Regions from separate parts of the Mus musculus genome. Here all the other regions are linked to region 4. Evidence: chromatin contacts called from public HiChIP or PLAC-seq and promoter capture Hi-C data. All regions are on one chromosome and are shown on one strand. The core of a region is the stretch at or near the end of the contact, and the rest is flanking DNA. Distances in the headings are between cores, read along the strand shown. Region 1 overlaps Entpd7 (ectonucleoside triphosphate diphosphohydrolase 7). Region 2 holds the start of Sec31b (Sec31 homolog B (S. cerevisiae)). Region 3 holds the start of Hif1an (hypoxia-inducible factor 1, alpha subunit inhibitor). Region 4 holds the start of Bloc1s2 (biogenesis of lysosomal organelles complex-1, subunit 2). Region 5 has its middle 19 kb from the start of Wnt8b. Region 6 overlaps Sec31b (Sec31 homolog B (S. cerevisiae)). Region 7 overlaps Dnmbp (dynamin binding protein).

Evidence for each region. Promoter capture Hi-C pulls out the DNA fragments that hold promoters and counts their contacts. HiChIP or PLAC-seq counts read pairs in DNA pulled down with a chosen protein or histone mark.
Region 1: a contact with region 4 is called in an HNF4G HiChIP or PLAC-seq map of pancreatic cancer cells. The contact joins the enhancer-like site here to the promoter of Bloc1s2 in region 4. A contact is called at or near these places in 2 of 39 promoter capture datasets (the 3T3-L1 cell line and hippocampal neurons), 3 of 115 datasets of contacts at active chromatin or transcription factors (bone marrow-derived macrophages, embryonic midbrain and pancreatic cancer cells) and 1 of 9 other capture datasets (embryonic stem cells).
Region 2: a promoter capture Hi-C map of the SN4741 cell line shows a contact between it and region 4, with 4 times the contacts expected there. The contact joins the promoter of Sec31b here to the promoter of Bloc1s2 in region 4. A contact is called at or near these places in 24 of 39 promoter capture datasets (the 3T3-L1 cell line, 3T3-L1-derived adipocytes, the C10 cell line and 16 more), 1 of 15 datasets of contacts at CTCF or cohesin (the NIH/3T3 cell line), 23 of 484 Hi-C or Micro-C datasets (the C3H10T1/2 cell line, CD4 T cells, CD8 T cells and 16 more), 17 of 115 datasets of contacts at active chromatin or transcription factors (the 230-238 cell line, the NIH/3T3 cell line, the SCID.adh cell line and 11 more) and 3 of 9 other capture datasets (adipose tissue, liver and pancreatic islet).
Region 3: a contact with region 4 is called in a promoter capture Hi-C map of embryonic stem cells, with 4 times the contacts expected there. The contact joins the promoter of Hif1an here to the promoter of Bloc1s2 in region 4. A contact is called at or near these places in 13 of 39 promoter capture datasets (the C10 cell line, the HPC-7 cell line, cranial neural crest and 9 more), 1 of 15 datasets of contacts at CTCF or cohesin (the NIH/3T3 cell line), 6 of 484 Hi-C or Micro-C datasets (CD4 T cells, CD8 T cells, double positive thymocytes and 3 more), 25 of 115 datasets of contacts at active chromatin or transcription factors (the 230-238 cell line, the NIH/3T3 cell line, the SCID.adh cell line and 17 more) and 4 of 9 other capture datasets (adipose tissue, embryonic stem cells, liver and 1 more).
Region 5: a promoter capture Hi-C map of the 3T3-L1 cell line shows a contact between it and region 4, with 4 times the contacts expected there. The contact joins the enhancer-like site here to the promoter of Bloc1s2 in region 4. A contact is called at or near these places in 14 of 39 promoter capture datasets (the 3T3-L1 cell line, the C10 cell line, the SN4741 cell line and 8 more), 2 of 15 datasets of contacts at CTCF or cohesin (the NIH/3T3 cell line and large pre-B cells), 3 of 484 Hi-C or Micro-C datasets (3T3-L1-derived adipocytes, nephron progenitors and pre-B cells), 2 of 115 datasets of contacts at active chromatin or transcription factors (embryonic stem cells and pancreatic cancer cells) and 1 of 9 other capture datasets (embryonic stem cells).
Region 6: a contact with region 4 is called in an H3K27ac HiChIP or PLAC-seq map of T-cell acute lymphoblastic leukemia, with 8 times the contacts expected there. The contact joins the enhancer-like site here to the promoter of Bloc1s2 in region 4. A contact is called at or near these places in 2 of 39 promoter capture datasets (cranial neural crest and embryonic stem cells), 12 of 484 Hi-C or Micro-C datasets (the G1E-ER4 cell line, the N1E-115 cell line, adipose-derived mesenchymal stem cells and 5 more), 3 of 115 datasets of contacts at active chromatin or transcription factors (T-cell acute lymphoblastic leukemia, embryonic forebrain and forebrain) and 1 of 9 other capture datasets (embryonic stem cells).
Region 7: a contact with region 4 is called in a FOXA1 HiChIP or PLAC-seq map of pancreatic cancer cells. The contact joins the enhancer-like site here to the promoter of Bloc1s2 in region 4. A contact is called at or near these places in 3 of 39 promoter capture datasets (the 3T3-L1 cell line, cranial neural crest and hippocampal neurons), 1 of 115 datasets of contacts at active chromatin or transcription factors (pancreatic cancer cells) and 2 of 9 other capture datasets (adipose tissue and macrophages).

What each region holds. Positions count from the first base shown.
Region 1 is chr19:43,710,007-43,713,904 of GRCm38.p6, forward strand. Entpd7 (ectonucleoside triphosphate diphosphohydrolase 7) reads left to right here. Exons shown (of 13, transcript NM_053103.5): 6 at 1,729-1,832. Among named protein-coding and RNA genes, the nearest start is that of Entpd7, 22 kb to the left of the region's middle. Within about 2 kb of position 1,410, at least 125 of the 459 cell types and tissues checked have an H3K27ac peak or open chromatin away from gene starts, as enhancers often do. A contact at or near this core is called in bone marrow-derived macrophages and pancreatic cancer cells, where this site is marked.
Region 2 is chr19:44,543,619-44,547,392 of GRCm38.p6, forward strand. It overlaps Sec31b (Sec31 homolog B (S. cerevisiae)), which reads right to left and starts at 2,230. Exons shown (of 26, transcript NM_001033343.1): 1 at 2,170-2,230; 2 at 83-194. The coding sequence starts at 161.
Region 3 is chr19:44,561,114-44,565,037 of GRCm38.p6, forward strand. It overlaps Hif1an (hypoxia-inducible factor 1, alpha subunit inhibitor), which reads left to right and starts at 1,741. Exons shown (of 8, transcript NM_176958.3): 1 at 1,741-1,941; 2 at 2,177-2,427. The coding sequence starts at 1,765.
Region 4 is chr19:44,144,722-44,148,469 of GRCm38.p6, forward strand. It overlaps Bloc1s2 (biogenesis of lysosomal organelles complex-1, subunit 2), which reads right to left and starts at 1,725. Exons shown (of 5, transcript NM_028607.1): 1 at 1,638-1,725; 2 at 1,220-1,336. The coding sequence starts at 1,695. Pkd2l1 (polycystic kidney disease 2-like 1) reads right to left here. Exons shown (of 15, transcript NM_181422.3): 15 at 2,916-3,748.
Region 5 is chr19:44,472,145-44,475,856 of GRCm38.p6, forward strand. No RefSeq gene overlaps it. Among named protein-coding and RNA genes, the nearest start is that of Wnt8b, 19 kb to the right of the region's middle. Within about 2 kb of position 2,192, at least 25 of the 459 cell types and tissues checked have an H3K27ac peak or open chromatin away from gene starts, as enhancers often do. A contact at or near this core is called in 3T3-L1-derived adipocytes, where this site is marked.
Region 6 is chr19:44,524,446-44,528,183 of GRCm38.p6, forward strand. It overlaps Sec31b (Sec31 homolog B (S. cerevisiae)), which reads right to left. Exons shown (of 26, transcript NM_001033343.1): 12 at 2,553-2,627; 13 at 2,160-2,258; 14 at 1,771-1,870; 15 at 1,031-1,209; 16 at 676-802; 17 at 1-129. Among named protein-coding and RNA genes, the nearest start is that of Sec31b, 20 kb to the right of the region's middle. Within about 2 kb of position 1,271, at least 21 of the 459 cell types and tissues checked have an H3K27ac peak or open chromatin away from gene starts, as enhancers often do. A contact at or near this core is called in T-cell acute lymphoblastic leukemia, where this site is marked.
Region 7 is chr19:43,873,602-43,877,679 of GRCm38.p6, forward strand. Dnmbp (dynamin binding protein) reads right to left here. Exons shown (of 16, transcript NM_028029.4): 5 at 1,226-1,419; 6 at 527-656. Among named protein-coding and RNA genes, the nearest start is that of Gm24400, 18 kb to the left of the region's middle. Within about 2 kb of position 2,675, at least 42 of the 459 cell types and tissues checked have an H3K27ac peak or open chromatin away from gene starts, as enhancers often do. A contact at or near this core is called in pancreatic cancer cells, where this site is marked.

The DNA.
Region 1 (3,898 bases), core at 160-2,659, 440 kb before region 4:
AAACCCATATCTATCTCCTTATTCTCCTTCAGATACATGGCCTCTTTTCTCCTTCACTGTTATTATATGTTTAATAATAATAATGTTTAATAATACTATACACACTGAGTGAGTAATTTTTAGGAATATCTATGTACATAAATAAATAGTATTATTTCGGCTGACCATTTGGCATCGGACAGCCAACTGGTGTTCTCTTCCCTGCGGAAGACCACCTTTCCTGCTCTCCATTTCCCTTGGTTGCCTGTACCCCTTTGTGTTGGGCTGAGACCTGTGGCCTTTTCCCTGTCCGCTTTGGCATGCTCATTGGTATTACCCCTGCTCAGTTCATGGTTTGGAAGTCATGTTGGTGAGACTCTTTTTTTTTCTTAACTGTAGGACATTTCAATATAAAAGTGCTTGGAAAGAAGCCGGGACAGAGAGTCTTCTCTGTAACCCAGGGCTCTGCTCTGTTCCGCAGCCAGTCTAACCAAACCAGAAGGTTCCAGGTTCACTGAAAAGACCCAGGCTAGTGTAGAGGGCTGGAGAGGTGGCTCACTGGTTAGGAGCACTTGTTGTTCTTGTTTAAGACCTGGGTTCTATTCCTGACACACACATAGTGGTTCACAGACATCTGTAACTTTAGCCCCAGGGGATCTGATGTCCTCTTCTGACTTCTACAGGCCCAAGCTTGCATGTGGTACATATATACGAGTAGGCAAACCACGCATAAAATGAGTAAATCTAATGTTTTTGGAAAGGAAGAGACTAGTTGAGAAAGACACCAGTGCCAACTCCTGGCTTACACACACACACACACACACACACTCGCACACACACACACACTCGCACACACACCCAGTACAAATCTGAGATGACTGCTGGTCTCATTTTTAACTAACATTTTCCTTGGACTCACATTATTATCCTTTGCTTTATTTATTTTTACTTTGTCTAATAATCCCAGGGAAGCATTTAAAATCTCAGAAGAAACAAAAGTACTACATAGGTACTAAGTTTCAAATGTCACACCCTTGAAATGAAAATTCTTACGAACTTTGGGTTTTGAACCTCATCTGGGTTTTTCAAATGATAAGGTTTTTATACAGAAAAAAGTCAACCCTTGAAACGTGGAAAAGGAGATTAAAAAGTTAATCGTTAGCTTACATAAAAGATTATGTCAAAGCCTGTGGGACTCCCATTATAGACTGTGTAGTCACGAGGCATTGTCTGTATTGTGTAAGCTCTGAGGGCGAGTTTGTGTTCTGTAATTGACGTCTTGCTATCACAGTGGTTAGGAATAATGTAGTTGTATTTTATGGACCGTGGATCTGTGATTTCCTGACTTACTCATCCTCTCCCAGAGGTATGAAGCCATGTGCTCCTCGCTCAACGCTGAGCTAGGCAGTATTTAAAGGGCGTTGCCTTTTGTATAGGAGCCTGCTCTTTGCATGCAGTTTGAACCTCTGAAGACAAACTAGGAACCAAAAGGGCGCAGAGTTAGACAAGGGCACGCGGTAGATGGAGCGGCATCATAACAAGACTAAACGGAAGGCGTTTGTGAGAAGAGGTTTTCATTTTGCTTAAGAGATGGGGACTCACTATGTTCCCCAGGCTAGCCCTCCGCTGCTGGGCTCAAGCACTCTTTCTACCCTAGCCTCAGGGGCCACCTTGGTGGCAGGTGAAAAGGTGGTTAATAATTAACTTGGGGATTTTTTTTTTTTCTTTTTCTTTTTTTCTCTTCCTCAGGCAACAGTTGGCTATCTTGGCAGATTTAGTGAAAGATTTGCCGTTGGAGTTTGACTTCCTCTTTTCACAGTCTCAGGCCGAAGTGATCTCTGGGAAACAGGAAGGTACTGAGCGGGGGGGCTGGGCGGGGTGGGGCAGGGCGGGGCTGGGCGGGGCTGGGCGGGGTGGGGCAGGGCGGGGCTGGGCGGGGCGGAGCTGGGGCTCCTCAGCAGGTGTTTGGGATTTCTCTGTGCACCTCAAGGATTGGCTTGGTTCAGCTGCATGGTCTTTTTTTTGTTTGTTTGTTTTGTTTTTTTTGAGACAGGGTTTCTCTGTATAGCCCTGGCTGTCCTGGAACTCACTCTGTAGACCAGGCTGGCCTCAAACTCAGAAATCCGCCTCCCTCTACCTCCCAAGTGCTGGGAGTAAAGGCGTGCGCCACCACTGCCCAGCTTGCATGGTCTTTTTGCACATTCTGCACGAGTGATCTGTTTCACATGGCTGCATCTAGAGGTCACACATATCTGGATTTAACAGTACTGAGCACCCTGCTTAGTATTTAATGATTCCAAACGGACCTTTGATTAGCTAGTTGCACTTTTGGAACAAACAGCCCTAGGAGTTATGGATAGTTTACATTTAAGTGTGAAACAAGTTATTACTTTAAGGTGTGGGGAGACCTTAACTCAAGGAGTGATCAGGCTGAGGTACTGTTGTTTTGGGTTTTCCTTTTATTGCAATTACTGTGCAGTTCTCTTTCTTCCTTAATACACCACTGTATTGATATTCTCATGTGGCCCAGACACACCCAAAGTAATAATTTGCTACCACTTCTTTTCTGTCTTTGAGACAGGGTCTCACTGTGTAGCCCAAGAACTTGCTGGCTGGCAATCCTCCTGTCTCCGCTACTTCTCTGAGATTACAGGCATGCACCACTGTGCCCAGTTAGCCCCAGTTTTTGAAAGAAGGTGACCTTGGGCCTGGGGAGATGGCTCAGTTGGTAAAGGACTTGCCACACAAGCGTGCGGACCTGAGTTAGATCCCTCAGCACTCACATAAAAAGCCAGGTGTGGCAACACACACCTGTAATCCCAGAGTTGGGGAGGCAGAGACAGGGGAATGACTGGAGCTTGCTGAGTAGCCAACCAAGCTGAATTGGTGAGGGACCTGCCTTTAAAATATAAGGTGGAGGGTGATTGAGGAAGATATCCCATTTTGATGTCTGGTAAACATACACACTGACAGATAGACAGACACACACACACACACACACTACACACATACACACATACACACAATCAAAGAAAATCATTTTTAAAGGAGGTGTTTTTATATGTCTTCTAGTTGCAGTCCACCAAAGAGAAGAAATTTGATTTTTAAAATTTAATCCTCAAGTTTGCACTTTCTTCTTTTTTTTTTTTTTTTTTTTTTTTTAAAGATTTGTTTATTTATTATATGTAAGTACACTGTAGCTGTCTTGACGCACCAGAAGAGGGCATCAGATCTCTGTTACAGGTGGTTGTGAGCCACCATGTGGTTGCTGGGATTTGAACTTCGGACCTTTGGAAGAGCAGTCGGGTGCTCTTACCCCCTGAGCCATCTCACCAGCCCTGCACTTTCTTCTTAATGGTCTATGTCTTTGCCAATATCTGTTTTTTTTTTGTTTTTTTTTTTTGTTTGTTTTTGTTTGTTTTTGTTTTTTGTTTTCTATCCCGGCAATACCTCTCATATATCTTGGTCACTTGAAACCTTTTCATTCCATGTTACCATCCTTTTCATTCCAGTTGGTGTCTTTTCACTCCCTTGTGCAGTGACATTTTCCCGCTCTTTGTGTGCTAAATAAGTTTTATTATATCCACGAGCATCATGGGATTATGGGTTCGGTCTATATCAGGAGAACATCGGTTTTTTTGTTTTGTTTTTTTAAAGATTTATTTATTTATTATATGTAAGTACATTGTAGCTGTCTTCAGACACCCCAGAAGAGGGCATCAGATCTCATCACGGATGGTTGTGAGCCATCATGTGGTTGCTGGGATTTTAACTCACGGCCTTCAGAAGAGCAGTCGGAGCTCTTAACTGCTGAGCCATCTCTCCAGCCCCAGGTTTTTTGTTTTTTGTTTTTATTGTTTGATTTTTGTTTGTTTGTTTTGTTTTTTCAATTTTTTTGTTAAATATTTTCTTCATTTAC
Region 2 (3,774 bases), core at 980-3,479, 400 kb after region 4:
ATGGTCATTAAGGAATTCTAGATACTGAGTTTTCCTTTGATGGCTGACTTCTAGTAGCTCCTGGTCTGTCGTGTCATCGTACCTGTGGCCAGATACACAGGGTACTGCCTGGCCGGGCTCCACGCTTGGACAGCTGGCTTCTCAAGTTCTTTCAACTTCATGGTTTCCGGGAAACATATATGACCTTTGGCCCACTAAAAATAGAAATAATAATTAAAAAAAAAATCTTAGGGCCAGTGATCCAGGGAGCGTCTGTGGACACAGAGATGGTCTCTCTTCTCTACAAGATGAAGTAGTCCAGCAAAAAACAGAATGAGAAAAACAAGCTCATCTGACAGTTCGCTTACCCAATGGCTAAAACTGATTATCTAAACTCCCAAGGTCTTTAATCAACATTGGTTACTACAGTTCTACCGACAATAACCATCAAACTAGGTAATTTCTCAGTGACGTTGCCTGATTCCCTTGGTTTTAAATATTGTATCTGTGCCAGGGAACCCTGTATTTATGTCATTGACACACATCTGTCCTCTGAGTACCAATTCCCAAGGGAAATGGATAATTAAATATTTCTAGCTATAATGTACATCTATGATCCAAGCATTCAAGAGGCTGAGGCATTAGAATCATAAGTTCAGGCAAGCCTGGCGTGGACTACATACAAAGTAAGAACTTATCTTAATATATTTAAAATTATAACATTCATAGATATGTGTGTGTGTTGCCTGCATGTATGTCTGTGTACCACACGGGTACCTAATGCCTTCAGAGGCCAGAAGAGAGTGTTGGAGCCCCTGGAACTGGAGCTACAGATGGCTGTGAGCTACAATGTGAGCGCCCCGGGAACCCAGCGGGTGCTCTTACCAACAGAGCCATCTTTTCAGACCCTTTCCTTTTGCGGGAGGGGGCGCATGGTCTCCCGTAGCCCAGACTGGCCTCAAACTTGCTAGGTAACTGAGAATGATCGTCCTGTCTCTACTTGGCAAGTGTGAAGCCCCCACACCGCATTCATTTTAACTCTGTGATTTCCACTTCTAATGTATACTCAAGGTCTCATCCTCACGGGCCAGCGAAAGGGCTGAAAGGTAAAGAAGGACACTTAGAACTATTTGTGACCTGCTTGAGCAACCCAGTCAGGTCAGCCTCACCTATAAAAGCAGGCGATAATAGTACTTAATCTCTATTGTACTTTCCAGCTTGAAAAAAGCTTGGGGCTGTCAGTTAAGCTTGTTTCTGGGAGCTTCTAAACTCCTGAAGCTCCGCTTTATCAGTGACCAGCGAACTACACTATTTCGTCACCAGTGCCACCTGCTGGTCAGAACCATCCTGTACAGAAGCGCAGCGACCAGCAACAGCGCATTTGCCAGGCACAACTAGAAATTTCTATAAATTGTTACTTTGTTTTACATAGAAAACAGCCGGCTAAGCCGCAATGTAAACCCCGTGCTTTTAACCATTATATTAATTTAAGCAAAGCTTTCATGACGTGCTTAAACCATTGACAGAAGGACGGGAGAAATGCTTTTTTTTTTTTTTTTTTTTTTTGGTTTTTTTCGAGACAGGGTTTCTCTTTATAGCCCTGGCTGTCCTGGAACTCACTTTGTAGACCAGGCTGGCCTCGAACTCAGAAATCCGTCTGCTTCTGCCTCCCGAGTGCTGGGATTAAAGGCGTGCGCCACCACGCCCGGCTGAGAAATGCTCTTTTCATCCACTTTGCTCTGAGGCATCATTTTATAAGAAAAACCCTCGTTAGGATCAGAACAGCCAGAGCAGTGGCGGGCTGATAGGGTCGGGGAACCACTATCAGGGAGGACGACCCTTGGCAGTCCAGTCCTTAGGGAGAAGGTCAACACGGCTTCTCGCCTGCTGACTGCCATACAAGGCGCTTGACGGTCAGTTACCACTGGCCAGGGCACCGCGACAGTGTGCAGGCTGAGGGCCCGGTCAAGTCAAGGCTTGGGGGGCAGTCGGAGGCGCGCGCAGCGCTGCTGGACCTCGGCGGGGTTGGGGACACTGTGTGGCAAGGGGAGCGGGACCGGGTCCAGCTGGGGGGATTCGTACTGGTGCTCCAGAGGCGTGGCAGCCCGGGTGTGGTCAAGGCGAGCTCCCCGGCGTCCTCCCGTGGGAGGAGCGGTGCTCCGGGACCCCAGACCCGCAGGGGAAACCCACCTGTTCCGAGCGCCCAGGTCAGGGGTCACAGGCGACCGCCTGGGCCGGTCCTGTCCCAACCAAGGGCGCACCGCGCTGCGGACGGCGGCTGCCGAGGGCCAAAAGTCAATTTGCCCTGGCCACAGCTGGCGACCCACTCCCTCTGCTCGCCTAGCTGAGCTCCTCAACACTAATCTGCACCGAGAGCGATAGCGCAGAGGTTTCCCAGCAGGGCCTGCCTCACTTGCCCTGGGATTGCACAGTTCTAGCCCCCACACCAGTACATGCTAGTCTATTCTATTTGAGTCAGGCTCCTGTGTATAGAAAGGGAAAACACTAATTCAATTTATTATGTAGTTATTAAAGTGAGGGAAGCCCATGAGCTCTCAGTGTGATCTATTTAGCTAAAAAGCAATCGAGGTTGTAAATAGTAGTGGTGCACACTGGAGCCTACTAGTAGAGGGTGTCCACAAACTGATTAACGGCTGTGTGTGGAAAAAGAGACAACTGTGAACCAGGCACTTCATGGAAGATTTCAGGCACATGACATGGGCATTACTCCTTGGAGCTGAAAGAACACTAGGTGATATTTCAGCAAAAAGGGGGGCCAAAGCAGCTAATGGGCATGCTGGCATTTCCCATACAGTAAGTCAAAGAGACTGATCAAGAACAAGTACTGATAGATAAATTGTGGAATACCAATTAATTCTGCGGTTAACAGGGAATTACTGAAAATTATTGGGTCAGAGGCACTAGTGGCAATTGTATTTTGTATCTGGCAGTATGGATCCCTTTGGAGAAAAAAGAGAGGAAGGCAGGGACCCAATTACAAGAGGAATAGAGCAGCCCAGGGACCGGTGAAGAAAGTCAGGATTAATACTGGTGACTGAAGGAGAGCTGCCCTGGCTCTCCTGACTGAGAAAGGAAAGGATTCAAGACAGCCGGGGCCCAAGAGCAAGGGAGACCCGGTGTCGCTGATAACAGAGTTAAAACCTTGAGGCAGAGGAAAAGAGAATGTGAAGATATCACAGATGCTTTTCAAGTTGAGATAACTGTGGAGGTAATTGTGGCAGGTGAAGATGCCCAAGTTGGTTCAAAAGTGCCACTTGATGCATGGTGAGTTCTACCCGGGTCACCTCTGAAACTGGGGTGCCCATTATCTGATGGGCAGTTCTGAAACCAGATAGACACCCATGTGTGGCACCATCTGTGCCAGGACCATTCTTGCTACAACTAAACATTTAACTTTTTTTTTTTTTTAAGTGTCCTATCACAGGTGAGCCGGTGATGGGGGTGGAGTTGGGGAGTGAACAAGGTCTGAGCCTTAGGAACTAGAGGTGTGGATTGGCTGAGAGTGCTTGCTTGCCCTAAGGCTTGAAACCCTGGTTTTATTTCCCAGCACTAGAGAAACCAGTAGTCGTGGTGGCTTCAGGGTGGAGGGTCAAAAGTTCAAGGTCATCTTCAGGTACCCAAGCTACCCAGCAAGTTCAAGGGCACCCAGGGCTACAGGAGATTCTCTCTCTTCCTCTCTCTCTCTCTCTCTCTCTCTCTCTCACACACACACACACACACACACACACACACACAGCTGAACCTTGGAAAGTACTCCCAAATTAGGGAATAAAG
Region 3 (3,924 bases), core at 491-2,990, 420 kb after region 4:
TTCAAGGCTATAAATTAAAAAAAAAAATCAACATTGCAGATAAAATCTTGACTGCTGCCAAACCCCTTCATGGAGATAACCCTGTTATCAACTTGTTATATCATAGTGACTATGTAGCTTAAGTATATAACTAAGACAGAAGTATTAATTTCTATTGCTGCATATTCAGTTAAATTTTGTTTTAGTGTTCTTTAAACAAGTCATAAAATTAGCAGCCCAAACAACACCTACTTAATATCTCACATTTGTCATGAGTATTGGTTCTGGTTAGTCAGGTCCACAGCTCAGGGTCTCACCAGTGTGAAACCAAGGCCTATGCCATGACATCTGAGGCTCTGAATCCTTTTATAAGCATAGCAGTTATTGGTCAAATTCAATTACTTGAATTTATAGGGCTACACTTCCCATATTTTTGTTGGCTATTAGCCAATAGTCTTTCTCAGCTTGTAAAGAATTCACTTGTCATTTTCTGAAATATATGCATATATATGTGTGTGTGTATATGAATATACATATATATTCAAGGCAAACCAGAGAGCATGTATTATGGATTCAAATCCCCAAGCCTTTTGTCTCTAACTAATGTTTCCAGATTTAAAGGGCTAGAGAGATAATGTCTGCCCTACTCAAGATAAGTCTCCATTTTGATGACCTCAAATTTGACTGGTTAGGGACTTTGACTACATATTTGCCATATAATGTTACCTAACTACAGGGACACCACCCTGTCATAGATGCAGTTCCTACTGTCATTTTAAGGGGAGAGACTTAAATAGGATATGTACACCATGGGATGACAATCTTGGCCTCCTGTAGGTATTCATTAGAATGGTCCAGTAAGGGCTGGCGAGACTGCTCAGCGGGTAAGAGCACTGACTGCTCTTCCAAAGTTCCTGAGTTCAAATCCCAGCAACCACCCATAGTGAGATCTGACGCTGTCTTCTGGTGCATCTGAAGTCAGCTACAGTGTACTTATGTATAATATTAAATAAATCTTTTAAAAAAAAAGAATAGTCTAGTAAGCAAACAAAACAATTAATACCTTCTCTTATAACCAGTATGTATTGTTGGAAAATGTGAATATCTGTGGTTGCATAACATTGGTCTCATTGCAAGATTAGATTTAAGTAGGTGAGATAGTGCTATATGCAGAAAAATCAAATAATACTGAACAAAAATGGATTTTATATTACTTTTTTTTTTTTTTAAAGGGATGGTGGTTTGCTGTGTTATTCAGACTGGCTCTGAACTCTTGGATTCAAGTGGTCTTCCTGCTTCAGCGTCTGGAGTAATTGGAACTATAAGCCCTTGATCTTCTCTAGATTCTGAATGAATTCAGTTTGTCCTTAATCATCTGTCTAAGCCTTCAGGACAGCTTTACCCAAGGTCTATGTGCTAACTGATTTTTCTAGTGATTTCTTAAGTGGATCTAAGCGTTGGCTTCTCTCCCCACCCGAGAGAGTAAAGCTTAAAGCTTAATTACACTTGCCTCCGTCTTTGCCTCTGTAGGCTTGAACATAGGGAGGCAGCAATATTTCGTGGGCTTGTTTGTCCCTTTTCTAAGGAACTAAGCGAGTCGGCCTTATGGAGCCTAGACTGTAGTCCTGCAGGTCACCGCTAGGGAGCGCTCCTTCAACCTAGGCGCCCACCTACTTAAAAGGTCTCGATCGGTTTCTCTTGCAGTCCATCTCTATGGTGTTCGTTGTTGTTGCTTCCGGAAAGGGCGGAGCTTTCACTTCCGGCGGGGCCGTCCCTAGAGTAGAGATGGCGGCGACGGCAGCCGAGGTTGCGGCCTCTGGCTCTGGAGAGGCCCGGGAAGAAGCCGAAGCTCCGGGTCCCGCCTGGGATGAGTCCCAGCTACGAAGTTACAGCTTTCCGACCAGGCCCATCCCACGTCTGAGCCAGAGTGACCCTCGGGCGGAAGAGCTCATCGAAAATGAGGTGGGGGGCGGGGCTGCTGCTGAAGGGGGTGGAGGAAGGGACCCGGTTAGCGGAGAGGTGGCACACTGATCAGATTGTGGACAGAGGCTTGAGAGGCGGGAAAGGGAGATGCTACGTCAGGAGAGAGTGACAGGAGACACTGTTGTGAATTTGACAAGTACAGATATCGTCGAGAAGAACATATTAGCGCCTTGGAATTACTTCATTGATTTTTTTTTTTGATGTTTTTGCTTAGGAGCCAGTGGTGCTGACCGACACAAACCTTGTGTATCCTGCACTGAAGTGGGACCTCGAATACCTGCAAGAGAATATTGGCAACGGAGATTTCTCTGTGTACAGTGCCAGCACCCATAAGTTCTTATACTATGATGAGAAGAAGATGGGCAATTTCCAGAACTTTAAGCCAAGGTCCAACAGGGAGGAAATTAAATTTCATGAGTTCGTTGAGAAACTACAAGCTATACAGCAGCGCGGGGGAGAAGAGCGGTAAGTTGCCCCGTCAGTAGAACCAGGGCATCCGCTTTCCTGTACTTGTTTGAAGGTGTGGTGGAGTTGGGTAAGAAGAGATTGGCACCTCCAAGCCTCTGGGTTCCACGAGTGAATATTCTGCTCTGCGCTTTGAGTTCTTGATGGTTCTTTTTAGCTTAGTGGATGAGGGCAGCATTAGCCTTGAACTGTGAGTCCAATTTCCTGTCTTTGGTAGTTAGAGTGACAGTTGTTTTGCAGGGTCAGTCAGACGAAAGAAAGGCTTTGACCGTGCCTATGTGGAACTTATACTAGCCTGATAGCATATGTCCAGTTAAATCATTGTGCGGTTCTGTTTGGGAGGGCTGTCCCAGGGTTCGAAAATTTCAAGCTCAAAATGGAAGATTTTTACTTAAGATCTTTTGATTTCTTGAAAAAAAAAAAAAGATTGTGTTTTATGTGTGCAGGTGTTTGTATTTAGTTGCTATTGTTTTGGGGGGGGCGGGGCAGGGACTCACTCTGGAGCTCTTAACTGGACTGGCTGGAACTTGCCATATAGACTAGGCTTGCCTCAAACTCGATAAGATCCTCTTGCCTCTGCCTTGAGTGCTGAGATTAAAGTGTTTACCTGTTTGCCTTGCACACCATGTGTATTTAATGCCTGTAGAGGGCAGAAGGCATTCCATTCTCTGCAAAGGAGTTACAAATAGTTGTTAACTGCCAAGTGGGTCCTGGGAACCGAGCCATGTGGGTCCCAGTCTCCTACTGCAGCTGTTACCCGATGAACCATCTCTGCAGCCCTTTTGACATTTAAAGCGCGCACGCGCGCGCGCGCACACACACACACACACACACACACACGCACACGCATGTGCACAGAGTAAGGCAATAATTGCTTGTTGGATTTAGCCCTGAAATTGACAGTCTTGATTCTCAAATACTTTTCTGGCTAGGGACAAAAAGTTGAGCCGTCCTTTATGATTTGGGTTGGGGGTATCAGGATCCTCTAGCTTTGGGAAGGTCAGAACACATTGCTTGATACACTGTTCTATTGGTCCAAAATCATTTGGAAGAGTGATTCTTCCTTTTTGTTTTTATTTCCACTTCTGAGGACCGCCCAGTTATATAGGTTCCAGACAGCAGTCAGTCCCACATTATAAAATTGTCCCTGGAGAATTGCTTTCGCTGAGTCCTTGACAGTGAATGACTGTCCCACATTTGGTGGCCATATCTGGAGTACTCTGTAGCCTCCTATCTTGATTCTCTTTCTGGCTTCCTAGCATCAGAATGTAACTAAGTGAATAGATTTTAAAGGTCTGGGCCAATGAGGTAGCTCATTGGCTAAATGTGCTAAGTGCCAAGCCCGACAGCTGGAGTTAATCTCCAAGACCACCATGGTGGAAGAAGAGAACCAGCTCTCACAAGTTGTCCTGTGACCTTACATGCATACTAGGAGAGATTCTGAGCTTTTATAACTCAGTTGTAATAGGCATATGGTTTAGATTTGTGGCTTACTTT
Region 4 (3,748 bases), core at 475-2,974:
AAACAAGGGCCACACACTTGGAAGCCAGCAGAGGAATGTGTATGGGTGGAGTAACACAAGTGTTTATATAATAAACACACAAGGAAACCATCATTCCCTCTTCGGAGGAGTGTGCGGAGGAGTGTGCGCCCTCTCAGCCCAGCACTCCCTACTAGTTCTGAGGCACTGGGTCAGACAACTCCATCTCTAAACTACAGCAAATGGAAAAAAAAACAAGAGAACAAGAACAGTGCTAACCAGCAAAGGCCACAAGATCACACTAAAGGACCAGCCAGTGGTGACACAAACCAGATTATCCAGTCTTCTTAAAAGGCTGCAAAACCCTGGTCAAGTAGAGCCCTACTAAGTAAGTTACGATAGACTTCAGAATTTGTGGGGAGAACCCATATATCTGGATTTTTGTTACTTGGTCTCTCTTGCTCAAAAATAAGTGAACGATCAGGCAGAGAAAATCTGCGACTTACAACCCCCCAACTTCTCTACTAAACCTTTCCTCATAGATCCTGGTTCACAAATTGGGCTCACAGAAAAATTTCCTGGGGTGGGGCCTGTGAGAGGGCCCTTGCTACCAAGCCTGAAGATCAGAGCGTGGTCCTCGTGACCTACGTGGTCTAAGAAGAGGACCAACTCTCGAAAGTCGTTCTAAGCCACACACACACACACACACAGAGAGAGAGAGAGAGAGAGAGAGAGAGTAATTTTTTCACAGAGCAGTGAAACAGTATAAGTTCTTATGTCACCCCAGAAGGTCCAGCCTCTGCTTTCTGACTCTGCCTCAGACACAGACACAGATGCAGACGCAGGGACACTGAACTAAAATCTAACCGTGTCCCACGGGTGGGTCAGCAAATCTTCAGACTAACCTTCAGGTTTCATCAAATGCTTGCTTACTCCAGCTCTTTTACTAACTGGACTGTTTCACGTACCCCCCCCCTTCCATTTCCTTCACAACTCTGCTTAAAATATACTTCTCCCCCGGCGGGGCACTTCTGGACTAACAGTGTGGAATTCTTGTTGTTGGCCTTTATGACAAGAGGCCTGCAGATTTGTGTTTCAAAAGTGGTTGGTGTGCTTCCCTGGGGAAAGACAAGGGGGAGAGCGGCTCCTTTCCTCCCATTCAACCATGGACTGACCAGAGGCTGCTAAAGCACCATTCAGATTTCCGTGAAGTCAAATGCAAATACACAGCTGGGATCAGCCAGAAGGGGTTGCGTATCACCTGTCAGTTCCCCAGTCAAATATGTGGCCATTTTGGAGAACATGTCCCGGCAGAGCTCATTGATGTCAGCTTCGGCAGGCTCCTTTGCTTCCTCGGCTGTCTCCACCGCAGCATCATCTGGCAAGGTGTGGGTGGGAGGTGAGGAGTAAACGTCCTATCCCCAGACCTAATCCAGCCAAAGCGGACGGTTCCTAAGTCCCTCCCGACTTGGGCTCCCGCCGCCTTCGTTCTCCTCCTGCCACCATCCCGTCCCTTCTCCTCGCACCCGCCCACCTGAAACGCCAACTCCGTTCCCATGCTCAGGAGCTAGGCTTTCGTCTCAGTGCCCTGACTGCGGTAGACAGGTCCACCGGCTCCTGCATCCGGACCTAGCCTCCCCACCATCAGCCGCCGCATCTCCATCCACACAGGGTAGTACCTCGAGGTGGCTGCTCCTCCCGTCGCGTCGCCGGGACGCCCTCCGCAGCCGCCGCCATGCCCGACCCAAGGCTGCTTCCGGTTCTAAGGGCATCTGCGCGTGCGCCCCGCGGGTGCCCCGCCCCGCCGCTTGCTCACAGCTTCCTTGCTTTGATCGGCTTGCCCAAGTCACACCTCAAATAAGGACCTTTTATCAAAGTCCAAGCATGAAGCTGAAACTGAAGCTAAGGCTATTGCGAATTAGCCCGTTACTGAGATCACAGTACCTGGTTGGCAATGCGTTCGTCCCTGCAGCCACACTCTAGAACGGTCACTTGTGCCAGCCACGGCCTGTCTTGGGTTGTGGACCCATCATAACATGTCAGCTAAAGTTATTGGAGAGAGGTGGCCTCCTCCCCAGACACCAGCACCCTGACATGTTTTGTTCATCAAAGAATTGTTCAGGGATTCGCTTTTACAGGGTGTCTCCCACAAGATTTCGGCCTTGAATCTTCTTTTTTTTTTTTTTTGGTTTTTCGAGACAGGATTTTTCTGTGTAGCCCTGGCTGTCTTGGAACTCACTTTGTAGACCAGGCTGGCCTCAAACTCAGAAATCAGGGATTAAAGGCATGTGCCACCACCGCCCGGCTTTGGCCTTGATTCTTGATGGAATCTCCCTTACCTTTCCCATAGGCCTTGGACTAGTATCAACTCTCTGACTCACATCTCTTGAAGTGCAAGCTAGCCCCTAATGTTTAGTTGAAAGGACCTCTCTTGAAGGAAACTTCCGACGTCACTGACACATAGGTTATCTTGATTATACTTAGTTGTTGCACGCGTCTAGCGGGTTTACGGAATGCTTGGGGGAGGGGGGTGGTGAGAACAGGTGGGGGTGACAGGGATGAATAGAAGGCTCAGTGTGAGGGAATGAGAGTCACTGGAGAGGGGGAAAGAGGTGTGTAAGGGTTTTCAGGATGCAGGCTCCTGAGCATCCAAAATCTTAAGTGTAGAGTTTTTGACTAAGTTTAACTTAGTCTTGGTTATCCTCTAATCTCCTCTCTGAAGACTGATTCTCCCTAGACTGATTCTCCTTCTCTCCACTCCTTTCTATAGGATAATCAAAGTACCCGCCGTTTCAAACATTCCTATGAACCAAGGCTTCTTATTTCAAGATTGCTGGGAGAAGCAACCTCCCTGAGATTGACATGGCCCCCAGTACATTCCAGAGAGTGTACAACAATGTCTTACACTCTTATCCTTCTCTCTTCTCTCAATAGCCCCAGAAGGAAATGCAAAGACGTGGTTTTCTAAAGAATTTTATTGCTAATCACCTTGGAACCTCACATTGTCCTATGACGAAGAGAGCCAGAGACCACCACATATTAGTCCAAAAGATCAATGAATCCTGATAGCCTTTCTGGCTTGATTCCTTCAGGTTTTGTTTGATTCCAGGTTTGAAGTCCCCTCAGTTCCAGCTAGTCGCTGGAACATAAGAACCAGAAGGCAGGCTCCTCCAGAATTCACTGACTTCACCTTTGGAGGGGGTCACTCTTAACTCCTCTGTTGGAATCTCACCACACAAAAATCTTCTTTCCACTACAGCTTCCTTTTCTCTTTTACAGGGAAACCCCATGAGGAAAGAAAGGGAAGGCCTCCTACACACAACCATGCCTGCCAGTGGCAGATATCGTGATGCACACAAAGGGTAAGAGTTACTGGAACGTAGGAAGACATCCATCGCCCACTCTTTGGACTTCTACCTGTTAACTAATCGTGGTTGTCTGAGGTCTTCCGGAGAGTCATTCCCATCTGCTCCTTTTTCTTGTTTGTTGTTGATGTCAATCAACTCTGGCAGAAGTAAGTGCCCAGGAAGAGAGGGGCCTGGTAGGAAATGCTACTTCACAGAGCTGTGCAACTCCATAAAGAAACACCAAGGGACAAGTCTAAGCATGCTGCCCAGCTACACACAAAAACATCGGCTGAAAAGGCCAGATACAGGGGGAACTTCATAGCAGCCATCATGAAACATGCTGCCCTAGAAAGGATGAGGATGGAGATGGAGATGAGGCTTGTGGGGGAGGCATAGAGAGAAGAATTTGCTGTCTGTTGCTTTAGGACCCCTTTTCCATCCTC
Region 5 (3,712 bases), core at 942-3,441, 330 kb after region 4:
CTCTTCCAGAGGACCCAGGTTCAATTCCCAGCAATCACTTTATGCAGTTTACAACTCCCTGTAACTAGCGCCAGGCAGGGTATCTGATACCCCTCTCCCAGTCTAGCCTCTGCAAATGCCTACAACACACACACACACACACACACACACACACACACACACACGCAGAGAGAGAGAGAGAGAGAGAGAGAGAGAGAGAGAGAGAGAGGGATGGGGGAACAGAGAGCATACACAAACACATATGCATGCACATAGGTGAAATAAATACACATACCTAAAAAAATAATAAAAATAAATCTTAAAAACCAGTGAACTTTCCCCTCACCCAGTTAGGATGGCTGTTATCAAAGAGACAACACAACAAAACAAACCTTCCCCTTCAAAAAAACCAATAAGACAGTTGTTAAAGGGAACAGTAACTCTAACAGTCATAAAAACAATCTAGAAATTTCTCACAAAACTGAATATAGAAGCCATAGGCATCAGTGACCCCACAACTGGTATAAGTTCAAAGATGGTGGCATTGTTACCCCCAAAAGACACTTGTGCTCCCATGGTGATTACGGCGCTGTTCACAATGATAAAAGTGTGAAATCACCCACACGCCTTTCAGAGGATGGGTAGAGTTTGAAATGTGGTGTATGCAATGGTGTATTAGTCAGCCACAAACAAGAATGAAGACCTGTGACTTGCAGCAACACAGGTGGAACCGGAGGTCATTGTGTCAGATGCAATAAGCCAGACACAAAAAGTTCAAATACAGTGTTCTCGGAAACTATTAAGTTAATCTTTTATAGGATGGAATCATATTGACTCAAGGATAACATTTCCAACATATAAAAATAACCAGCGTTTGGGCCAGCCAGATGCTCAGTGGGTGGTCGCACTCGCTATTTATGACCAGTGACCTGAATTTGACCCTCAGGTCACACACAATGGAAGGAGAGAACCAACTCCCACATTATCCTCTGATCTCTACGTATGTGCCATGCCTATTACACTGCCCACACACACACTCACAGAGTAAATAAAGTAATTTAATAATAACTTTAAAGGATAACTCATGTTTGAAGAGAAGGAAATGTTTACTATCCCGATTGATTATTATACATTGTATGCATTGAACTGCCATAAATTACCAGTTGTGCTGTATAAAGATATACAAATACTATGCAGCATTGAAGTGTCTTTAATTAATTAAAAAAAACCCAACCAAGTAGTTGAGTAGACATTTATATATTCTCTATTATATAGTCATTCTGGGTGTATTGATTTCGCTGAGTCACTAATCGTGCCATTGATAAGAGTGTGTCCAGGAGCAACCATCAGAAATGTAAAATGGGAGAGGAAAGAATTTTACCAGGTGGGGACCAATTAAAACATGTGTAATTAAACCAGATGTGGTGGTGCTTGCCTTTAATTCCAGCAGAGGTAGGTGTGTCTCAGAGTTCAAGGCTAGCCTGGTCTACATAGTAAGTCCCTGGGACCGCCAGAGCTACATTAAGGAGGGAGAGGGGGAGAGGAGAGAAACCTTACTGGAGCTGGAGAGATGGCCCAATGGTTAAGTGTATTACTGCTCTTGAAGACGAATGGTGTTCCGTTCCCACACTCATAAGCAGCTACAACTGTAACTCTAGTCCCAGGGTATGTGAGCATTCTGGCTTCTGTGGGCACATGCATGCACTTGGTACTCATAAGCAAATGTGTCTTCACACACATACAAATCAATAAAGGCAATAATAAGCCTTAGACAAATACCCTCAACAACAACAAAACAACAAAACCAGTACTATTGTGACCCAACACTGTCCTACCAACACAAACCTACCTGTCACAGTGTTGAAATATCACTAAAAGAGAAGCCTAATGTGTCAAGTAATGTCTGACCCATGTACATATTAAAAAAGAATTCTCTCGAAGAAGTGTCTGTCAGACTTGTATTTAGAAAGCCACCCAGAACACCAACCATGACAGTCAATTAAGTTCAACTTCAAGACAAGGCTAGCTCCCGCCTCAGCACTTAGTCTCTTCCAGTTTATTCTAGTTTCACAACGTGGATGACTGAGGTTTCAGACACAGATCTCCAACCCCATGTCCTTTCCATGGAGTTCTCCTCAGGCACCCATGACCTCCAGACAGTCCCTACGTAGACATGTAGGGACGTGCTGCCCCCTGCAGGACACGTGGGCACCTGCAGCCTCTGGATCTACTAAAGTGCCATCCTGCGACGTGCTTGGCGCTGTAGTGTTTGTTCCTTTCCACTGTGCGGCGCTGCTGTTCCGAGTGTTACTGTCCTCCCTGCAAGGGGCAGGAAAACTTCATGACTGCAGGAACCAGGCATAAAAAGGCATAAACAGGGAGGTAGGAAAAGGGGGAGATCACAGAAAGAAGCTGGCAGGCTATTTATGTCCACTGGCTTTCCTTAGAATCCTCCTCATCTGGTCCTTTCCATGAGGAAAGCCACCCCAACTCTCAACACCCCTTTCTTGGGATGCTTCCAAAAGTTCCCAAACCTGGCTTCCAACACAATCGCCAAGGGAAATCTCTTACAGACTTCCAGATTGCTTCCCAGGAAAGTCTGACTCCTAAATGTGGGGAGACATTCGGTCACCATTCCCTCAGATCTCACCAGATGTTGTTGTTGTGTGGTTTACAAAGAAATAAGAGAGCAGAGGCAATCTTAAGGGGCTTGGCCCTTGTGGGACTCCGTGAACTCCCTTTTCTTAGTTCAGTAACAATGAACAGAATTCTGCTGTATGCTCTAGGGATCTGCATGCCCAGGGCAGCCTGCTCAGTTTCCTGAAGCCCATTTAGTGAGTGGCCCTGTGACCCACCTTGTCATGGATTCCAAGAACCAAGCTGCAGTGTCCCCTTTCTTCAGTGTACTGAGAGCGTCCTAGGGAGGGAAACAGGACAGGACCTGGCTGTCCTCAGCATCAGTCAGATCTGGGTTTGTGTCCTGAATTAACATTTTCCTCGCTGTGGGATGATTTAAAATGTCTCCTAATGTTTCCTGTTCCTGACAGCAAACGGAGACAGTCACCTGCCTGCCTCCGAGGCTGCTGTAAGCCTTAAATGTGATCCTGGTCTCTACTGAGCACCCAGGCTGCCCATGGTGTCTAGCAAGTGTCAGCTCTTCCCAGCAGTGAGAACAGCCTTACTGCTATCTCTTCAATGCTGCTCTCTTCAATGCCCTCCACTCCCGTGAACCCACAATGCGCATGGGGTTTTATGCCCTGTTCTGAAGACAGCTGCTTGGCCTCAGCACCAACATCCCATGAAGAAAAGAAAGCCAAGAAGTGTCCGACCTCTGGAGACTCAAGGCTCTTGGACAAGCGCACAGGGTCACTAGGCACTTTTCCATAGCAGGACTTAAGCCAAATGGTCTGCACTTGTTCCTGTAATATACGGGAAAACTCACAACTATGGCCTTCTTCCCTCCAGCCTGCAGTTGCTAACAGAACAGCCCAATGTTACCACACAATTCCTCAACTTCTGCGTCTTTCTTTTCTTCATAAAAAAACACAATGTCCTTTGTATCACCTTAGCCATTTTAAGTGCTATATATCTGTGTAGTTGTGAAACAATCTATCCTACTTCTTTTATCCTTGAGTCGGCTCTCTTTCCGCATCTTACTTCCTTGTGATGGCGCCTGGCATTCAGACTCAGCATCTCTGGCATCCATCCTTGAATACTTCCATCCCTCTGACTA
Region 6 (3,738 bases), core at 21-2,520, 380 kb after region 4:
TCGAGGCTTGCTGGAATTTTGCCCAGCTCTCTACCAGCCGCTCCACACTCCCTGAGCACACGTAGCAGAGTCTGGCTTCAGAGGTGAGTGCCCTGCCTCCCTCCTGCTCCATTCGAGTTCCCAGCATGTCTGTGGAGAGATGCAGACATGTTTACCAGCACAGCTTCCCTACGCTACTCCTCCTGCACATTTGGAAACAAGTGGAAGACTGTGATCTCTCAGACAAGTGTCTTCACTGGCTTTAAGACAACTCAGGGGAGAGAGATGGCCACATGATAAAGAGCACATCCCATTCTTACAGAGGACCTGGGTTCGATTCCCAGAACCCACTCAGCAGCTCACACCTAACTATAACTTCAGTTCCAATGATTCTGTCTAATTCCTCCTTCAATGGGACCCAGACATGCACATGGTACATTCGCTTATATATATATATGCAGGCAAAATACTCATAATACGTAAATAAAAATAAAAGATAAATCTTTTAAGCTAAACTTACTCTATTGAAACAGTCAAAGAATTTGCCATGTGACAGAGAAATAAGACAGAACTTATGCGATGCCTCCAAGAAACAAGAAGCTACAGTCCCTCTCCTGGCTGAGCCCTTTCTTCCAGAGCCCACCCTCTGCCTCCACTTTGCATAAATATGTTGGCACATGCTGGAGTCACACCTACCACAGAGCTCAGGGAACTTCTCTGGCCCTGAATACGTCAGTAGCAAGGCCAGCGCCTCTCTCCAGTTCTTCAGCCTACAGGCACATACTAGGTCCTTCCAATTCTTCTTTACAACACAGGCTAGAAGCTGTACTGGGCGGAAAGGGAGAGACCCTCAGCCTTCTGTCCAGCACAGTCAGCAGGGATGTTCCAACAGAGCCTCTCATGTTAGAATGCTCAGCATGGCTAGCAATGAAGTAGAGGTCGTTAGAGTAGAGAGACAGGTAGATTTCACACACCAGTCCCAAGGGACGGGCCTCTACCTGCCCAGGTCCAAGCCATCCCCTCCCTTCTTCTCCTGGGTGACGGGCAGTACCGAGGAGGTTTTGGTTCTCCTCTTGGCTAGGTAGCGTTCTTGTGTCCACTTGAGCAGCTCTGCATCCCCAGCCTGAGCCAGGATGATGGCATCAGCAAAGCGTTCCTCCTTCAAACACAGCTCCACAGCAGACCGCAGTTCCCCGAGCAGCAGAGCCTGGCTCAGGAGTCCATCAGTGTCTGCAGACAGCACATCACCTCCTCACTCACTGGCCCTCACATACTCACTTCCTGCCCAAGAACACAGAGCTTCCCCCTCTGGCTCCAGCTCTTCAAAGACGGCTGAGAAGTGAAGGCTTCCTCTGCGGTGTATGGGAGGCACATGTTGGAAGCAAACTGTCTCTAACTTAGGCAGCCTGGTTCCACAAAACCCCCAAGTTTCACTTCTGGGCAACAAAATGTAGTGTCCCAAGGATGCCCTGGTCCAACTGAAACTTTCTAAAACAGGATTCAAATCAGGGAGGACCTTGTGTGCAGGATCACAAACAGGACGCGGGCAAGGTCACCGTTTTGTTTTTTAACAAGAAAACTAAGGAACAGAAAAAAGCCCTTGGCAGAAGGCCATCCAGAGAAGGGCCCAGTCACTAGACTGAGCACAGCACCCACTAGCTGGAAAAGACCCACCAGTATTTGACATTTTAGGTGGGGGGAGGCAAGGGAGAATAAGCGACTCTTAAGACCAAAAACTCTGGGCCCATCTGCTCCTGTGCAGTGATCTCCTCTCTCCCAGGACCAAGGTACCTTCTGTGGTGGGGATCTCCCAGGGAGTCATGTTCTGAGGTATCAGCTCATCAAAGAAGGCTGAGGACTCAGAGGCTTCCTTGGCAGTGTGTTTGGAGGCCTGTACACAGAGGGGCAGGTGTGACTGTGTAGGAACTGAAGCCAGAACACAGACAGCATGCTCTAGGCAAGAGCGCTACCATTTGTGTCCTAGTATATAAAACAGAAAGAATGCACAGGTCCATTTGGGAAGCATCCTGTGGGTTCTGTGTTCTACTCTGGCTCCAAGTGAGCAAAGCCTTCCCGGGAAGCTTACTGAGAACAAGCGAAAGGACCAGCATGGAGACTGTTCCCTAGAAGGCATGTCTCCTGTGCTCCCAGGAGTCAGGCTCCCCGGACTCCAACCATACCTGGGCGCAAGGGCTGTGTGCTCTGTCACTTTTGAGGTCAACCGCCTCAAGCTGAGGGCTTTCCTGTGATTTTGAGTCACTCTTCAGGCAAGTGTCCACCTGTGTGGAGACCCTTGTGAGTGCCAGCCAGGCCCCCACAAGTGTCTGATGCGCCCCATTCACCCACCCCAAACTCTCCAAGATCCTTCACCCACTTTTCCAGAGAAAGGCCTAATTCCAGGAGGTAAAACACACATTGGTGATGGATTGAGGCTAGGTGTCCCGGGGCAGAGGCCCTAGTGGGGTTCTGCAGGGTTCTGTAGGGTTCTGTGGGGTTCTGTGGGGTTCTGCGGGGTTTTTTAGGGTTCTGTGGGGTTCTGTGGGTTCTGCGGGGTTCTGTAGGGTTATACTCACCTTCTTCTGAAGTTCCTCTCTGCTGTAACCTAACAGCCCAAGGAACTTCGGCCTGGAATCCTGCTCTAAGGTCACCTAAAGAACCACAAATACAGAAACATTTCCATCAAATGAATGTAAATGACCATTCTCCCTTACCGTGATGGATACCCGTACCAGTATACCCTCACATACAGCCCCATGGACCATCAAAGTACCCTCGAAACGGTGATCCCACCTTTTACCTTTCTTCCTCACTGGTTTTTGCTGGGCTGTGGACAGTATTATCACAACCCTTTGCCATATTGACATGAGAACTGTACCTTCAGTTGACTTCCTAACTTAGTTTACCTTAGTAACCCAGTGAGAGTAAACGTTGGCAGTTTAGAGGTGGTACTTCCTGTAATGATTGGTTATTGCACCTGGCCTGGAACTGGGTAAATCATAAATAACCTATATGAACACCATGTCAGGTTTCTGGCTTCACAGACTCTGGGCACTGGACGGGGTGCCCTGTGGGGTCTCTGAAACCGACAGTTGGCTTTTCTATCCGAGCAGCTTGCAAATCAGGGCACCTTACACATCGCCTGTGTCCACCTGGATCATCTCTTTGCATCTGAGCTGTACAGGGAGCTGAAGGGAACTCTGAGTGGTTGCATGAAATACTGAAAAACACACCACAAGGAGAGTGCCACCGGCACTGCCCTGGTCTCCACATCCTGAGGAGACTGGGGCACTGCCCTGGTGAGGAGACTGATGCCAAGTGTAACCTTCGTGGCCCTGGGATCTAAACGCAGGGTTGAGAAGACACTGGCAGAGGGTGCACAGGAACAGTGCCCAAAGCTAGCTTCTCACCAAATTGCTGACACCAAGGGCCAAGAAGTAGGACCAGCCTACCCCACTCTCTGTTTCTCCCACACTGACCCATGGATTCTGACTATAGTCTTTCTTACATCTCTTGCCTTCCTCCTCCTTCCATGCCCTTCCTGGGAAATGGCTTTCCAGAGCTCTGGGTATTTTAATTTACATTTATTTACTTATTTTTTTGTGTGTATGTATGTAAGCACATGTAAGTATGTATACACGTGCTTTTGTGTGTGCTTGCATGTGAGTGTGTCTGTGAATGCATGTGTGTATGAGAGCAAGCGAGAGGAAGAGAGGTAGAGACAGAAAGACAGAGACAGAGAGATAGAGGTAGTACCAAGCC
Region 7 (4,078 bases), core at 1,425-3,924, 270 kb before region 4:
GCAATAGGAAATGGATAAGAACCCTAAGTTATAACAATGATATGAATGTCCTTTGAATATTTTTTATAAATTATCCACAAAAAGATTTAAAATTTTGAAACAGGGTCTCATGTAGATCAGACTGCCCTCAGACTTGCTATGTAGCTTAAGATAACCTTGAACTTCTGATCTTCCTGCTGATACCACCTGTGTCTACAGGTGTGTGCAACATCTTAGCAACAAATACATTGTAAATCACTACCTGGGAGACACATATACAGAATTGAAATATAAGTTTCTTTTTTAAAAAAAATACCATCACTATAGTGTATTCTGATATTTTCTATTTATCTTATTGAAAAATAGTGACTGTGGCCCACTAAGTTGATTTCATAACCCTCCTGTCTGAAAACATCATACTGTGTTGATAGCAACATCAAAGCTGACTGAGGTAAAAGAGAAAACAGGGAGGTCGCAACCTTTGCACCAGGTAAAATGTCATTTCCCTATTATATCACCTCGGAAGGGCCCCCTTCTTCCACCATACCTGGGACCAAACAATCGCATGAGCTCATACCTACAGCATCGCTGATTTCCAAGGCCGCCAACAATTGCTTTGAGACTTTAATCACTGTTTGCATATTTCCAAAAAGTCCTTCAAAATCAACGTTTGGTACCTGAGCGAGAGGAACAGAGCGTCAAGATGCAGGGAGATGAAGTTAATGACATCACTCACATTAGGAACATCTCTCCAAGGTCATCTGCCTAACTTCTGCCTTGTTTCTAGAACAAAGGCATCCAGAACCATCTCTAGTGTCATCCTTTGTCCCTAAGTTGTAGTCTGGCTCCAGAGTGTCCCCCTAGAGTTCACGTGTTAAAGACCTGGGGTTACCAGGAAATGGGTCTTTCAGCAGATGGGGACTACTTGGAGGAAAGCACATCTCTAAGGAGCTAGCTGAGGCCCCGCCCCTTCTCACTCAGCTTCCGGTTGCCAGGATGGAGCGGCTCTGTTCTATACCGCACTGCTGCGATTCGCAGCGCCACAGGTTCAAATGCAGCAGCGCCAACCAACCACAGGCCAAAACCTGAAACTGTGCCAAGGTAAGTCTGTCCTCGCTTTCTGTGGTTCTTTATTCCCTTACCACTGAGCCGCTCAGTCTGTAATTATGGTACTGCAGTAGAAGACAGCCTCATTCCAACCCCAACACTTCGGGTGTAAAGGGTCGGGCTGCCTCCCATCTCCTACCTGTGCCTGCTGCAGGGGCACCATGACCCTCTCAATGCACATCTCCAGATCCCGGATGTAGTCTCTCTCCGTCTGCAAAAGCTCCGCCACCACCTTGGCTCTCTTCTCCAGCATCCTCTGCTCTGGGTTTTCAGTGGACACAGACCCAAAGGGGGCCGCCAGGGATGAAGACTGGGAAGAGAGGAGCGTCATGTCTGGAAGGGGAAGGAGGACGGTCAGCAGCTGTGTGAAAGGAGGGCTCTCCAGCACTTTGAACCAGGAAGCAGTGTTCTAGGTGGGCCGGGGCTTTCCCTACAGAGGACAGCCAGGAGATCAAGCGTCCACTGTAAACACTGTAAACACTCTGCAAACTCTCTCCACAGGGATATCCTCCCAAGTATGCAGGATCCTTTTCATCTTGTCCTCGAGAGAAGCTTGACCACCTAACAATGCGCGGCCTGCTAGCTGTCTGTAAAGTCGAAAGGAAGACCAGCCTTATCGAGAACTGATTTTATTTAATCAGATATAAAACCTGCTCTATAGGCTCTGCAGCAAAGCTACCAAGCTGGGGAGTGAGGACATTGATACAGCACGTTAGGAATATTAATCTGGGGCAGTGAGATGGCTCGACAGGTAAACCCACTTGCTGCTAAGCCTGAGGCCCGGAGTTTCTTCCTTGGGATCCACAGGGTAGAAGGGAGAGACCTGACTCCCTTATGTTGTCTTCAGAACTCTACATGCTTGCTACTGTGGCACATGCTTGCCACACACATGCACACACAAAGCACATAAATAAATGTGATAAAATGTTTTAAGCAATATGAGAAAATTATTACAGGCAGAACAACTTAATATTTAAAAAAAAAGAAATATTATGAGGAACACATAACAGTGCCAACTTGGGGGGAGGGAGATCTCTGGGAGCCTGAAGGACAGCCCGGTCTAGAGAGCAAGTTCCAGTCTACCCAGGGCTAGCCATAACGGGATGTTTCCTGAAGAAGAAAAACAATTCTTCTCATTAGCACTTACAGCTCCTGGTACTTGGATGCATAGGAGAAGGCGCATAAAGAAATGAGAAAACGTTTGGTCATTTAAGAAACTGAAATAAAAACAAACAGAAGATGGCTGTGGAGTGGTCTCCGCCGAGTTTCCTTCACATTCTAAGACTGATTTAAAAATTGACAAATTTGCTAAGTCAATACAGTATGCTGTCTGGGCACAATTCAAAGCCACAGAAACAGTACATGCGGCTGGCTTTTCAGCAGACTGGATTCTCCAAAAATCTTTTCTGCTGCCCCTAATCCTAAGAAGTTAGGAATGTCAGTGTTTACAAATGGGGGCGGGAGACATCTTGCATTGCCAAGCAAGGAGGTCCTGGCAGAGGCACAGGGGGAGGGGGAGAGGGAGATCTTAACAAAGACAAGGCAGCCAGGGAAGGGCAGCCTGCCCAACCAGGACAACTTCAGTATCAAAATTAAGTCAGCTCCAATGCATTATAATCCAGTGAATCAAACAGGAACTGGGAGCCCACACCCTTAGCACACATGACAGGGAAGAAGTCTCTCTCTGAGTGGAAGTCAAACTGCAAGATCCAGAAAAATGACAAGATTTTTTTTTTTTAAGAGCATCTTTTCAAGCAAATTACCAGTAGAGGATAGGTGTGGTATGCCTGCCTCTGACCCCAGCCAGAGAATTTCAGGCCAAAACTAACCAACCAACCAAACAAACAAACAAACATACCCAACTCATCAGTTGATGATGCTGGTAATAATGGTGGTATTGAGGTGATCAGGATATTTGCATAGTTTTACATTATTATACATTACATGTTCATTCCAAAAACAAAACAAACAACAACAAAACATGCCTACACAGCTGAGAAAGGATACCTTGACCCAGGAATCAAAATCAGGGTCACCAGTAAGGGGCAAATATGGCTTCCAAATAGGCCTGGAAACATCACACACCCCTTCTGCAGTATCCCAGTCACAAATGTTGGTTCTGAAATGAGTCTTGAGGAAACATCAAACTCAAATTGAGAATGTATATTCTTCAAAAGGTCACTGTCATGGGAAAAGGAATTCCGAGGACAGTGTTCAACTATGACTGGCCAGTCCCTGCTGTGTCGAAGAAGAAAAGTTCTAAACCCAGCGTTGGGCAGGGCTGGAGAGCGGCTGTAGATTAGATAAGTGACTAGATCAAGGTAAAATCTCCTGCAGGAGCGGCCCCTTTCTGGTCTCACAATAAATACCCACTCTTACTGCTGATAGTTTGCTTGTGCCAGGCCCTGAGTTTTACCCCTACCAGGCACATAATGCACGCAATAAACTCTTAGAAAAAACTAGAGAGAGAAAGGATGAAGATGTTAAACTTAACAGCGCACGGGGAAGCCAGGCAGTGAGGGCACACACCTTTAACTCCAGCACTCGCTCAGGAGGCAGATACAGGTGAATCTCTGAGTTGGAGGCCACTCTACAGAGTGAGTTCCAGGGCAATTAGAGCTACACAGAGAAACCCTGCCTGGGAAAACCAGCCGACCAACCATGAGTGCACAGGGAGTTCCTGGTACCACGACAATCTTTCTATAAATTGTATTATTCAATACATTTAAAAACAACAGCCAACAATAGCTAGTATCTTGCTTGAACTTTATGTCACGACGCGTGGCAACATTTCACACATCCTTCTCATCCACCACAGTCTAAGGTTTCGTTCAGAAATCAGCTGCACCGTACACACAGCCTGTTTATTGCTGTGCTGGGAACGGAGCCCAGGGACTGGCCCAGGATAGACAGGTGCTTTCTTACCGCCAGCCTTGCAAGAAAATCCTTTAAACTAAATTGCTTGTTTTAAATTCTCTTTGTGGCCAGACTT